Regions from separate parts of the Mus musculus genome. Here all the other regions are linked to region 2. The links are chromatin contacts, called in public HiChIP or PLAC-seq and promoter capture Hi-C maps. All regions are on one chromosome and are shown on one strand. The core of a region is the stretch at or near the end of the contact, and the rest is flanking DNA. Distances in the headings are between cores, read along the strand shown. Region 1 has its middle 16 kb from the start of Gm39741. Region 2 holds the start of Traf5 (TNF receptor-associated factor 5). Region 3 overlaps Ints7 (integrator complex subunit 7).

The links. Promoter capture Hi-C pulls out the DNA fragments that hold promoters and counts their contacts. HiChIP or PLAC-seq counts read pairs in DNA pulled down with a chosen protein or histone mark.
Region 1: a FOXA1 HiChIP or PLAC-seq map of pancreatic cancer cells shows a contact between it and region 2. The contact joins the enhancer-like site here to the promoter of Traf5 in region 2. A contact is called at or near these places in 4 of 39 promoter capture datasets (embryonic stem cells, hippocampal neurons and liver), 3 of 115 datasets of contacts at active chromatin or transcription factors (embryonic forebrain, large pre-B cells and pancreatic cancer cells) and 2 of 9 other capture datasets (adipose tissue and embryonic stem cells).
Region 3: a promoter capture Hi-C map of embryonic stem cells shows a contact between it and region 2, with 2.6 times the contacts expected there. The contact joins the enhancer-like site here to the promoter of Traf5 in region 2. A contact is called at or near these places in 5 of 39 promoter capture datasets (the 3T3-L1 cell line, embryonic stem cells, hematopoietic stem and progenitor cells and 1 more), 1 of 484 Hi-C or Micro-C datasets (bone marrow-derived macrophages), 1 of 115 datasets of contacts at active chromatin or transcription factors (embryonic forebrain) and 1 of 9 other capture datasets (macrophages).

The regions. Positions count from the first base shown.
Region 1 is chr1:191,631,093-191,635,182 of GRCm38.p6, forward strand. No RefSeq gene overlaps it. Among named protein-coding and RNA genes, the nearest start is that of Gm39741, 16 kb to the right of the region's middle. Within about 2 kb of position 1,804, at least 14 of the 459 cell types and tissues checked have an H3K27ac peak or open chromatin away from gene starts, as enhancers often do. A contact at or near this core is called in adipose tissue, liver and pancreatic cancer cells, where this site is marked.
Region 2 is chr1:192,090,906-192,095,292 of GRCm38.p6, forward strand. It overlaps Traf5 (TNF receptor-associated factor 5), which reads right to left and starts at 1,694. Exons shown (of 14, transcript NM_011633.2): 1 at 1,351-1,694.
Region 3 is chr1:191,614,351-191,618,389 of GRCm38.p6, forward strand. Ints7 (integrator complex subunit 7) reads left to right here. Exons shown (of 20, transcript NM_178632.6): 16 at 229-297; 17 at 1,351-1,483; 18 at 3,462-3,560. Among named protein-coding and RNA genes, the nearest start is that of Gm39741, 33 kb to the right of the region's middle. Within about 2 kb of position 2,116, at least 5 of the 459 cell types and tissues checked have an H3K27ac peak or open chromatin away from gene starts, as enhancers often do. A contact at or near this core is called in embryonic stem cells, where this site is marked.

The DNA of each region.
Region 1 (4,090 bases), core at 554-3,053, 460 kb before region 2:
AATGATGTCAGCCTAAAGTGCCCAGTGGCAGGGAGTCCTGGAGAGGCCACTGCTCAAGGTAGGCACATGAGGCATGAAGAGGGGCTGGGCAGAGAAAAGGCACTGAAGTCAAACATGGGAAAGAGGCGACAATGGGGAAATGCCCCGGGGGAGTCACTTCTCCATCTTCCTCTCCCCCACTTTTCCCCTTGACCTAGTGTGGGGAGTGGGAGTGGAAGGTGGGGGGTGGGGGAGGACAGAACACAGAGCCTCACACAACTAACCTCTGGCACTACCCCTGAGCTATACTCTATTCTTTCTTCACTAAAATAAATTAAGCTGGAGAGGTGGCTCAGGAGTCAAGAGCACTTGTGTTCTTCTAGAGAACTTGAATTTGGTTCCCAGTATCCAGGCATCTCACAACCAGCTATAACTCCAGCTCCAAGGGATCCAACTCCCTCTTCTGGCACATATACAAACACACACACACACACACACACACACACACACACAGAGTCTAAGGATAGAGCTTAGCACACACAAAGGTGTGTGTTTGATCCCCAGCACTGTGTAAACTGGGTGTGAAATGACTGAGGAGATGGAGGCAGGAAGTCGGGAGTCCAGAGTCATTCTTACTGAGTGTGAGGCCACTGTGGGCTGCAAGAGACACTACTCTGAAGCAAGGCTAGTCAGCTAGCTAACTATCTAGCTAAATAAATATCTAGCTAACTAACCAGCTAAATAACTAACAAGCAGGGCCTTTCTTTACCTAATGCCTGTTTTCTAAATCATAGCAGTGTCTGGGTGTGAAGACAGATGAGCCAGACTGGAGTACCGTCTAACACCGTTTACTCCGGCAATCTGACATTTGTCCGTATAGCCACACCAACCCCAGCTCAAGCAGTGCCTGATCAGTCAGTCATGAGCAGGGAGAGCCAGACATGAGTGAGGCCTCCGGCAAATTCAGTAGTGAGGGAGGCCATCACTCAAAGACACTGGTCAGTGACAAATGGTCTTGATGTCCCCACTAAATGATGGGGGAAATGGAGCTGGAAAGGTGACATGGAGACAAACCAGGTTCAGTGTCCCCACAAGCAAAATCTATTAGGTGGTGTCTAAGCTGAGAATGCCATGATTTTACACTCTCTGTACTGAGTTCTCATGAGGGTATAGATTTCCTTCCCTCATAGTATTTCCTTCCTTCCTTTTAGTTTTTTAGTTTTTTGTTTGTTTGTTTTTGTTTTGTTTTGTTTTGTTTTGTTTTTCAAGACAGTGTTTCTCTGAGTAGTCCTAGCTGTCTTGGAACTCACTCTGTAGACCAGGTTGGCCTTGATCCACCTGCAGATCTGCCTGCCTCCTGAGTGCTGGGATTAAAAGTGTGCATCACCACTGCCTGGGGCCCTGATCAAGTTTTCTAATTAGAAATCATGAACAGGAAACTATTCCTAACACAAGCCCTAACTGGGTGCCAGCCTGTGTCACATCTTCAGACCACCTGCCAGACATGGAACGGGAAACAGTCTGAAAGTGAAGCAGGCAGAGGTCAGAGGAAGGAGGGACACGGACTGTGCACCTTTCCCTCAGCACACACAGAGGGGAGGCAGCTGGTGAGGAGGCACAATGAATACAGAAGGCTTGGTACAGGACCCACCTAATTCTATGAGCATTAGTCAGCGTGGAACTGTGGGAACAGAACCTGTGCTCCAGCCAATCAGGTGTTAGGAATTAAGGGATTTAGCGCAAGAATGAGATAGTGCACACCGAGTGAAGCCAGGGATGCAAAGTTCTGAAAAGGGTGGCAAAGAGTTGCAAATATCTTGTGTCATCATGCCCAGCCTGGCTTGGGTCAACATTTCCCAACAGCAAGGCAGGGCAGGCTGTTCTCATGGGCCTCCTTGGGAGGGATGAGATCTGCTGCCTTTTAAGAAGCTCTCAGGGGTGGCTGTGGGGTCACTGTTGATGAGCAGGGTGACAGTCGAGGTGAAAATGTGCAGAAGCTTATGTGTGTCTCTTACCACCTCCTTCCCAGTAACCTAGGCATGCTATCGATGCCTGGCTTCCTACCCATGTCACGTGCTCCTTCGTCGCCTGCTGGCTGTAACCCACAGCCTCACATTTCAGGCAATTTCATAAAATGGAGGCCAGCATAATGAAGAGGACAAGAACAACCTGATGCTCATCAAGGAGACAGGCCATCTGAGTTGGCAGAACTCTGGGTTGGTAGAAATTCTAGTAGGGAGAAAGAGAGACAGATGGACAGACAGACTTGACTTCTAGGAATTTCTGGGAGCTCAGAGAATGAAGGGTTGGTGGGGAAAAAAAATCACAGGACAGTCAGGATAAGGAAGCTGGCATGACAAAAGATCTCCCCTTGTGCCCACATTTGCCTCTTTCTAAAGTTTTGTTTCTTTTTCTCTTCTATTTCCTTTCCGGTTAAGACAGTGTCTCACTGCAGTCTAGGTTGACCTCCGGTTGACAGCAGTTCTCCCAGCTCAGCCTGCTGAGTACTGGGATTTACAGAAGCGAGCGAGCCACCACACCCAGCTCACCAGCTTACTCCTTTTCTCTGAGTACTGAGTGCCTTTTCCTTCCAGAGTCTCGAGCAGCAGCTCTCTGTGGTCAAATTCATACAGCTACTTGACAGAAAAGTGTTTTCCCACAAGCTTTACCAAGAAAAAAAATCCTTGACTTTTCTTTCCTTTGACTCACCTGACCCTTGGCTGAATTCTCACTGTGTCAGGTGAGTGAGGTGCCCCTCATAGCTGTCATGGATGCCCCTGCTACACACCTTGGAAGGAAGAGACCAGGGAACTCTGATCAGCAGCCTCTTCAGAACAATTTGGAAGAGAAAGGAATTTTTCCCAAGGAAGAAAGTGTTGTCCCCCAAAGAGGTCACAGCAATCTTTAGGTACCACCCAACAGCCAGTCCATAGAACTGTTGTGAAAGAAAGAAAACTCCTTACGAGAGGTGATATGAGAGACCTGGAGAGACTGCGATTCATTTGGCCACTGAGTTATTAACAAGGAAGCCCAGGACTCTCCAAGATTATCCCCACTAAATAAATTAGTAGTCTGGCTCACAGAGCACTCAGGAGATTTGAGCTATTATGAATGTGTCTTCCAGCACACAGCCAAACTTTGTTTTCCTGGACAGAAAGAACACACTGGGGCTGGAGAGATTTCTTAGAGGTTAAGTGATGACTTGGAATCTAACAAAACCTCAGCATGAGGTCTGTGTGTCTGTGTGTGTTTAGACTGCTATGGAAGAGAAACAACAGGAAGTAACGTGCCTCTGAGGGTTGGTTTGACATTGGACTAGTGGTGTTTGAGGTACCTTGGATGGGTAGGCGATTTGATTTGTCTCAATCCTTTGTTTTTTCTGGATGGTCTGAAGATGTCTCTCTCAGGTTTCCCACCAAGTCCAGAAGTCCATGGCCACTGGTTCCTAAGTGAATGACTAATGTCACACTGCCATTGGCCTCACCAGCCTGGCTACAGAATTTGGAGGCTGAGCACTGAGTGCACGCAGAGACCCAAGCTCATAAGAACAAGTTAGAAAAATCCATGCTGCACAGAGGCGGCCCTTCAAAAACACATCCAGGGCAAAATAAGCCCATTGGCTCATGTTTAGACCTGGAAGATGCACTAGTCCACAGCTGGGGAACAGCATCCTGTGAACAAGACCCAGATGGAGATCATTCAGCTTTTCAGCAGCAAAGGCCACGCCCTCTTCCCACTAAAGGTCATGCTCTTCCCACTATTGGAGGCACAGTATGCCTCTGAATACTCAGGTTGAGGTCAGCTAGGTGCACAGAGTGAATCCCAAAAATTGTTCAGTAAGTCAGAGGATGGAGACACTTCTCTTTAAGCTCAAGATGGTGGGAAAGATCCCAAGAGGCTGGGATCAATTCAACTCAATTCAATCCAATCCAAATCAAAGGCCTTTAAGGTCATTTCCCTAGAAACCACTCATGGAAATCGAGTATGGGGAGTGTTAGGCATGCTCTTGGGATGCACACAAAGGAGTAGAGGGACATGGGAAGGGATTGGCTTCAGTCAGAGCCAACAAGAGTCTCAGGTGAGTCTCACAGAACAGCTCTTTAGAAGTGTC
Region 2 (4,387 bases), core at 444-2,943:
TCTGGGTCCTTTTGCTGACCCCTCAGACTAAAGGGGAGGTAGGCAGTTGTGGCTCTCTGAGGAACCAAGCTGACAGTCCTGAAGCAGAAACCTCAGAGTCCCCCGCCTGGCCCAGCAGCAGAGCTCAGGACTGAGTTGACACTAGGTGCTTCCCCTCGACATCTGGGGGATGTGCAAAGCTACCCTGACTCACAAGGGTGTCGTGGGGGACAAAATGAGAGCACATGACATTGAGTGAGGAGCAAATGGACCATAAGGGGCAGCTTCACGTTTAGTGGCTCTTTTTTCTTCAAGGCCCCCCTCAGGAAAGTGGGGATTGTAACTACATAAGGCTGTTTCTCCCCCTAGTCTAACAGGACTGACTCAGAGGCTTTGGCTCCCCAACTTTGCAAGTCACCCTGAGATACCCCAAAAAGGAAAGCTCTTACTCCCAGTGGCTGGGCCCCTATGTCATCCACCCACATCCAGTGGGTTCTCCACTGACGTCGGCCATCCTTGTCCCACACCACCGGCCTTAGCCAGGGACCCTGAGAACGTCACCCTTCTCTGTTGTGGCCCCTTTCCACAGCTAGCCCTACAAGAGACCAGGGAGACTACAGTCCAGAGTCTGGAGACAACCCATTTCCTGAACTCACTACCTTTCCCACCTTCATCTCCCATCCATCTTTCCATCTGTAATTTCTGCCTTTTCTGTTTAAATCAGTTGTCCAAGGTGTCAGGTTTTTATCCAGACTCTCAGTTATGTTAGGATCTCTGGATTGGGGAGGACTCGTTAACCCAGACGTTTGCTGTCTAAAATTATCTCTCACACACCCAGGAAGTTCTATTCTCAGAAATGCTTTAACCAATTTCTTTGCATTTTAAGTATTCCCTAAGACTTTTAAAAAATGTGTATATTCCTGGAAAAGGGAACCGTCCTCTTTGGCCCTAATCTAGTTTTCACACAGCACCTATGCCCGATGTTTATTGCAACAAGCTGGATGCCTTTTTTCACAGGCCATGGAGAGGATTGGGGAGAAGGGAGTCTCTCCTCATTTTACAGACCTTAGCCCACAACTGGACTCCGACGAGCCCCGCGCCTGCCGCAGCGAGATAAACAGAGTTCTCACGAAAGTAAAATAGCCAAATATGGAAAGTCAGCAGACAGAGTGGAGAGGCTGAGGAAGAAAGAAGCCAACCAGAATGGCCCAGAGGGATCCGCAACAAAAGTCCTCAGAACTGTCCTCAGAACTGTAACACCTCACAGTTGGGTGGCAAGGGGGTCAAGCAGTGGTGTGAGGACTGTCTCCGTCCAACCTGCGGTGGGTGCTCACCTCTAGGCGCCCGGGTCTGCTGAAATCTGGAACTCACCTTCTGCAGAGTCGGGTTCTGTTTCCAATCGAGCACGCGCTATAGCACCGGCGCAGGCTCGAGACCCTGGCATTAAGCTCACGTTAACGGGCTGTGCTCACAAGTCTTGCAAAAGTGCCCTCGGCCGGGCGCGGGTGTCCCGCGTCGCCTCAGTTCGCCCGCTACCACACACGCCTCCGGCTCACCACCCTGAGTTGCTTTCGGTTTCTGAGGAGCCGGGACGGTTAGCTCACCCGGACTTCGCCACTTGCGGGGCTCGCGGAGCTCCGCTGGCGCCCTACGGCGGCGGGCACTAGGCTGCTTCGCCTCAGCAGCGGGTTAGGCCAGCTCCAGCGGCGGGCTCCGGGAGGGGCGGGGCTGACGATGGGGGTGTGGTCAGGGTGCCCAAGAGGCAGGGCTGAAGGTGGAGGCGTGGTTATGTCTCCCGAGAGGCAGGGCCGAGGATGGGGGCGTGGTCATGGCGCCCAAGCGGCGGGGCGTGAGGCTTCTGACAGCGGCCAGAAACTCACCTGAGCTGGGCGAAGTATCCCTCTAGATGCTGGGAATCACCCAGACCCTAGAAGCCTAGGCTTCTCTTTCTAGAAACATTAGTATCTTGTGCGCCTTTGAATTGTATATATTTTGCTCTTCAATCAGCCTCCCTCCGACCCCCCAAACCTATTTATTCTTTGAGTAGACACGTTTGCTCAAGATCAGAGATCTGGCTCAAATCACTTCTTCCCTGAACTTGCTGCAGTCCAGTACAAATCTGCCAGTCCTCGTTCTGCTGTTAGCGTAACGTTGACAGTCTCTCTGATGTTCTGTTGTCAAAAGCGTCCCAGTTAGTTCTCCTGGTCTTCAGAGCCACCTGGTGGAGGGTGCCTGAACTATGAGCGTTCTATCTGCGGTCTAGAGAGAACTGAGTGGACCTACCCAAGGCTAGAGCTTGAATTCTTGCCTCCCAAATCCTAGCACAGAGTTGTTACAGTGTATTCGCTCTACAGGTCCACAGTAATTGCAGCCTGTATGAACGAAGTGAACTAGCATCTCAAATCTAACCTCTTCCAAGTCAGACAAACGCGGGAAATACTTAGCTGTCTTGAGCATCAAATGTTCATCACGGAGAGAAGAGAGTACTAGGGCCCTTGCAGTGGACACAGGTATGCATTGGAGCTGGGCAACAGCTGGGAGCGGATGTGGGATCTGGTGGAATAGTCAACAGGATCCCAACACCCAGGTGCAACTCTTTGGTTATCGAGATTAAACCCTCCCGTGGGCATGCTTTGGCCCTCTGGACCAGATTACTCTTGTGAGAACTGAAAGAGACTGAGCCTAAGTCCTCTCCTTCCCTAACCCTCCCAACAATACATCTATTTACCTTACTTTCCACCTTCTTTCACATGACTGCAAGGTGACAGGACCCTATGGATTTAGACACCATAGGAAACAGGCAATATAGACTGGAAAGACCATGTCTGAAATGACTAATGTAGCTATGGTTCTGAAAGAAGCAATCTGTTCTAAATATGAGACCCAAGGTCTTGGTATGATGAAGTCCAAAACTGGGATAGGATAAGTTCTTATTGTGTTCCAAATGGTGGCCACCGGACTCACAGACAGAAGTCTAAATGAGAATAGATAGGACTTTTTTGGTGGGATTGGAGAAGTGTGGTCTCGTACATTTAAATTTTTTTAATTATTTTTTATTTTGCTTGCTTGCATGTCTGTGTACCACGTGTATTCCTGGTGTTTGTGGAGACCAGAAGAGAGACCTGGAGTCACAGACAGTTATTAAGCTTCACATAAATGTTGGGAGTTGAACTCAAGTCCTCTGGAAGAGTAGCCAGTGCTCTTAGTGTTAATATCAGAGTAGTCAGAAGTGAAGGATATGTTCCCAGCTTGTGGTGTTGATCCCAGAGTCAGTCTCTTGTAGCCTAGGCTGGTTCACATTTGCTATGCAGCTGAGGCTCATTCAAACTACTAGCCTTCTTCCCCCATCTCCTGAACACTGTGATTACAGGCGTACACCGTCACATCCAATTTTCTACGTAATCATGTTTTATTTTTCTCATGTACCTTCAAGAAAGTTTATGTTTTGTTTTGCTTTGTTTTGAGACAAGAGAAGATGTCTCTGCAGGTGTCAAATCAGGCATGAAGACAGGGCCAGATTTGAGCATTATTTCAATATTTTGAAAGTATTCATTATTTCCATATACTATTTAATAGTAAACTGATTTACTAGTCCTTAAACTAGAGTCACTTATAAAGAGAAGGATGGCATGATACACAAACTCTTTCTTCAGAAGGAAAGGGCAAATATATGATTCTTCAGGACACTCTACCTACCACCAGTGGTTTAACTGGTTGGTGTGACTGGGCAGTCTGATGAAGAGGGAAGGCTGCCACCTGTTGGTCGAATGCATTATTTCCCTCAGTTTATACAACAAGACTGATGAAGTCATGTGTTAGTTGAGGACAAAAAGCATAATTCCAGGGCAGGTAGGCAGAAGCTGGACAGGGCAAAGGCTGTCCCAGGGCCTGCAGACGCCATTAAGATGAACAAATGTGCTGTGGTGATGGGGAAAGACGGAAGAGCAGAGCACTGTGCGCTATGAGGAGAGGCAGAGCTAGAGCCGAGAAGAGGGAGAGGCTGAGAGAGAGGGCTGAGGTGGATAGTGGGGTCGGTGGGATGATGTGCAGCACCTCACAGCGTAGACAGATGCTGATCCCCCAGCTCCAAACACACTATCAGGCCACGGGATTGTCCTAGCTCTGGGAAATGGCAGAGGCCCAAGATGGGGAACGGTTCACTCTCTGGATTGGACCTCTATGGAGGCACCACCATGGCTCATGGTCCCATGAAGGCTATGTGTGGTCCTGATGCGGTGGGGTCGAGTCGATGTCCGTGGCCCATATTACCACCAAATACCATGCATATATCTGCAGTCTATGCTCTGGTCTGAAGCCATGTTGGTGGGCTGTGCTGCCAACAGAGGCCATACTGATCTGAGTGGCCTTTGCTGCCACCAGAGGCCACAGTGATATCTGAACCCATGCT
Region 3 (4,039 bases), core at 866-3,365, 480 kb before region 2:
CTCCCGAAGCCATCCATATTTTCTTATTAGCAATTTCTGATCTCATTGGAAAGAAGGGAAAAAAGAAACTGTTGTGAAGTTGTCAGGCTTATGAGTTAGTTCTTAGAGTTTTTATTGATTGATTGATTGATTGATTGATTGATTGATTGATTGGAACGTAATGAATGCTCTGTAACAAAAGTGTGTAGTGGTCTTTCTGTTCTTGTGTGTGACTTAACACTGTTGTAGCCAGCAGCAGAGCTGCTTACTGATAGCTCATGCCATAGAAGCCCTGGTTTTGGATCCTGAATCAGCAAGGTAAGTTGGATGATGCTGCCTTATATAATGTCGGGTGCATTGTTACGGGACCAACGATCGCACCAGGGTTTGAGGAAGAGGGGAAAGGAAAGCTGCTGGGGAGACCTGAGATTGCATTGCATGCAAGCCTTGCCGTACCACTTTGCCAGTTCAGTGTTTGAGAGCTCAGCCTTGCACGGTAGAAAGTCAGTCTCAGCCAAACAGATATTTTTCTTCCACATAGTGTGTCCATTGTAATAGTTTTATTTCTTGTCTTAATGACATTTAAAGTGTTTTACAGAGCCCTGGAGTCAGGCAGATATGACCACAGATGTCTTTTCACTGCTAGCTCAGGGAGTATATTTGTTCTCACTAAGGCATGGGTACGTAAGCTGCAGGCACAACTCCTTCTGCCCAGGCAGCGGAGATAGAATGAGCAGATGACACGTAGTGCCTCACTGAAAGGTTTAAAGGACTTTTAGCACGTATGTGCCTGGTGTGGATTGCCTGCACTGCACACACTTCCAGTGTGTTTAGGACTGCAGAGTTTTGTCTTATCTCTGTCAGAAATGTTTTCAGAGAAGGTGACAGGAAGGAATCTAGGCTAAGCTTTCCTAGCTCTGTCCCAGCAGCTCCCGCTCCGTCCAGTGCTTTTTTTCACTTCCAGGCTTTCCGTTCATAGCATTTCTTCAGCCATCCCCAGGTCTAATGGCATGCTGACCAAGTGATTTGCTAACCTGCTCCCTGTGTTCCATCTGTTACTTATATGATGTCATATCAGTATGTTACCTGCTGGCCCTTTCTCAAGTGTCTTTCCTGTATGGTGACAAATAGCCTTCATGTGAATAGCTAAGAATTATGTCATTTGTAGTCAGATTTGGGTTTGAGTTACAACTTGTGACTTAATAGTTACACAAGTGTAGTCAGATTAATCTTAACAAGCCTCAGTTTCCTTATCTGTAATTGGAAATAACTTCATTTTTTAAAAGATGAGGTGAGAATGTGAGCCATGGTTAGCAAATGCATGGAGGTGATGAAGGTGCTAGGATGGATGAACTGCTGGTCTCTGCTCAGCTTCCAGGAGTATGGGTCCACGGGCGCTGCCCACGCCGACAGTGAGTATGAGAGAAGAATGATGTCCGTGTACAGTCGCGTCCTAGAGGAGGTGGAGTCGCTTAACCGGAAGTATGCCCCAGTTTCCTACATGGCAAGTGGCATTTGTTTGCTAAGTTTTTATAATTTATTATTAGGACTTCATTGTAAAGAACATACAAATTAGAAATATCACACAAAAGCCGGGCGTGGTGGCGCACTCCTTTAATCCCAGCACTTGGGAGGCAGAGGCAGGCAGATTTCTGAGTTCAAGGCCGGCCTGGTCTACAAAGTGAGTTCCAGGACAGCCAGGGCTACACAGAGAAACCCTGTCTCGAAAAAAACCAGAGAAAAAAAAAATCACACAAATGTAGCCAGCCTCTCTCAGCCTGCCAGCACTAAAATAATGACACAGGGACCTCTTCTTATTCCTGAAAGCTTAGGCCTATAGCTTAGGCTTGTCCTCTGCTAGTTTGTATAAGTTAATTAACTCCACGTTTGCCACGTGGCCGGTCACCTCGAATTCACTCTTGGGACTTCCTCGGGTCTGGCTGCGAGTCTCACCCCTCTCAAGTCCTCCCACAGTTCCGATCTCTGCCTGGATGTCCTGAATTTCCTCTCCTGCCTCAGCTACAGACTGCCAGCTCTTTCTTAAACCAATCAGAAAGTGATGGAGAAGAAAGTTTACAAAAGATGATGCCCTTGCTGAGCAATTAAAATAACAATACCAAAGTCCTGGCAGTACTCTACTCTCTGCCGGCACAGAAATCACCATTGTATAATACAAGGACAACCTTCCCTCCACCCCACGCTCTATAATACCGTCAGTAGACTTCTGCACAGTTAGGGTCACCAGCCTCTCCGTTTACCTTTTCACTATGCATTTATCCACCAGAATACCCATGAAAGGATTAAACAACCCCGTCCATGGCAGCACTTAGCCCATCCTGACGGCATGGCCTCTCTCACATATCAAGTCTCACTTCCCCAGGTACAGGCAGCTTTTATCAGGTCCACCTTGTGTAGGTGCAGAGCCAACTTCTTTATTGTATGCTTCTTAAGCAATCAAACTGAAGCTGCAGTAGTTCCTTACTCTAACTCCAAACTAGAGTCACTTTGGGAGCTTTTTAAAAGCCACATCAGTATCCAGTCATCCCTCCCAACTGCCTCCAAAGACAGTTGTCTCTAAGTCTGGAACAGGCCTGGCCCACAGTGATACCAGGAATAAGAGTAGAAGCCGGCCACTCGTACACTGGATCCAGCATTAGAGGTTTCAGCCACATGAGTTCAAATTACTGGAGTGTCTAGGGCACTTTTAAGGCAGTGTTCAGTATACTTAAACATGTTGAATGCATTATAGGCTTACAATATGTGTGATGGGTTTAATCACAGCATAATCCTGCCATTAGACAAGGACAGCATTTTTTTAGAAGCATTCATGTGATTCTATCATGCTGCCAAGGTTAAAAACACAGAATATAAATTTAGTAAATAACTCTAATTTTTTAAAAACCAAAAAATTAAGAAAATAAAATAAGGCAGAGGCAGGCGGATTTCTGAGTTCAATCAAGGCCAGCCTGGTCTACAGAGTGAGACCCGGGACAACCAGGGCTACACAGAGAAACCCTGTCTCGAAAAAAACCAAAAAAATAAAGTAGAAATCTGATTGCAATTTTTAGGTGGGGGTGTGTGATTTGAGACAGGGTTTCTCAGTATAGCCTTGATAATCCTGGCATTTGCTCTGTAAACCAAGCTGGGCTCAAACTCAGAGATCTGTCTGTCTCCTGAGTGTTGGGTTTAAAGGTGCCACTACCAGACAAATTTGGTTTTTTAATTAATTATTTAATTTTTTATGTATGAGTGCTCTGTTGCATGTACATCCATCTGCATGCCAGAAGAGGACATAAGATCCCTTTATGAATGGTTATGAGCCACCATGTGGGTGCTGGGAATTGAACCTGGGTCCTCTGGAACAGCAGCCCCACTGGGATGACTGTTCTGTGCACGTGTGGATGTTGTGCCTTCTGCCAAGTGCCATGGGCTCTTGGAAGCATTTGTTGGCGGTTTTCTCAGCTGACTTCTCTCTCCCACAGCACACAGCATGCCTCTGCAATGCCATCATCGCTCTGCTGAAAGTTCCTCTTTCATTTCAGAGATACTTTTTCCAGAAACTACAGTCTACCAGCATCAAGGTAAGGTAGAAAAAACACTTTTAAGATTAAGATATAAAAACCAGCTAAGTGGGGCTGGAGAGATTGAATAATAGCACCTGACACAAGTTCAATCCCAAAATCCATATGGTAGAAGAGAATGATTCCTACAGCTTGTCGTCTGACCTCCTACATGTGCCATAGCGAGTGCATGCCCACGCACGCGCGCACAACACACACACACACTCTCTCTCTCTCTCTCTCTCTCTCTCTCAAATGTATTAAAAACCAGCTAGCTATCATCTGAAGATTTAATGAGACATAGCTACGATTTAGTATCTTTCCTTTAGCATAGATAAAAATTTAGTCCTAAGACTTTAGCCCCTTCGTCTGATGATTTGAGGAAGTCGTGGGGTTGGAAAGTTACTGTGATAAGACCTGCATTTGAGTAATGGCAGCCTATCTACCTCTTAACCTCCAGGAAGGAGTGCTTGTAAGCTTATTGGCAGGGTTGAGTCTTT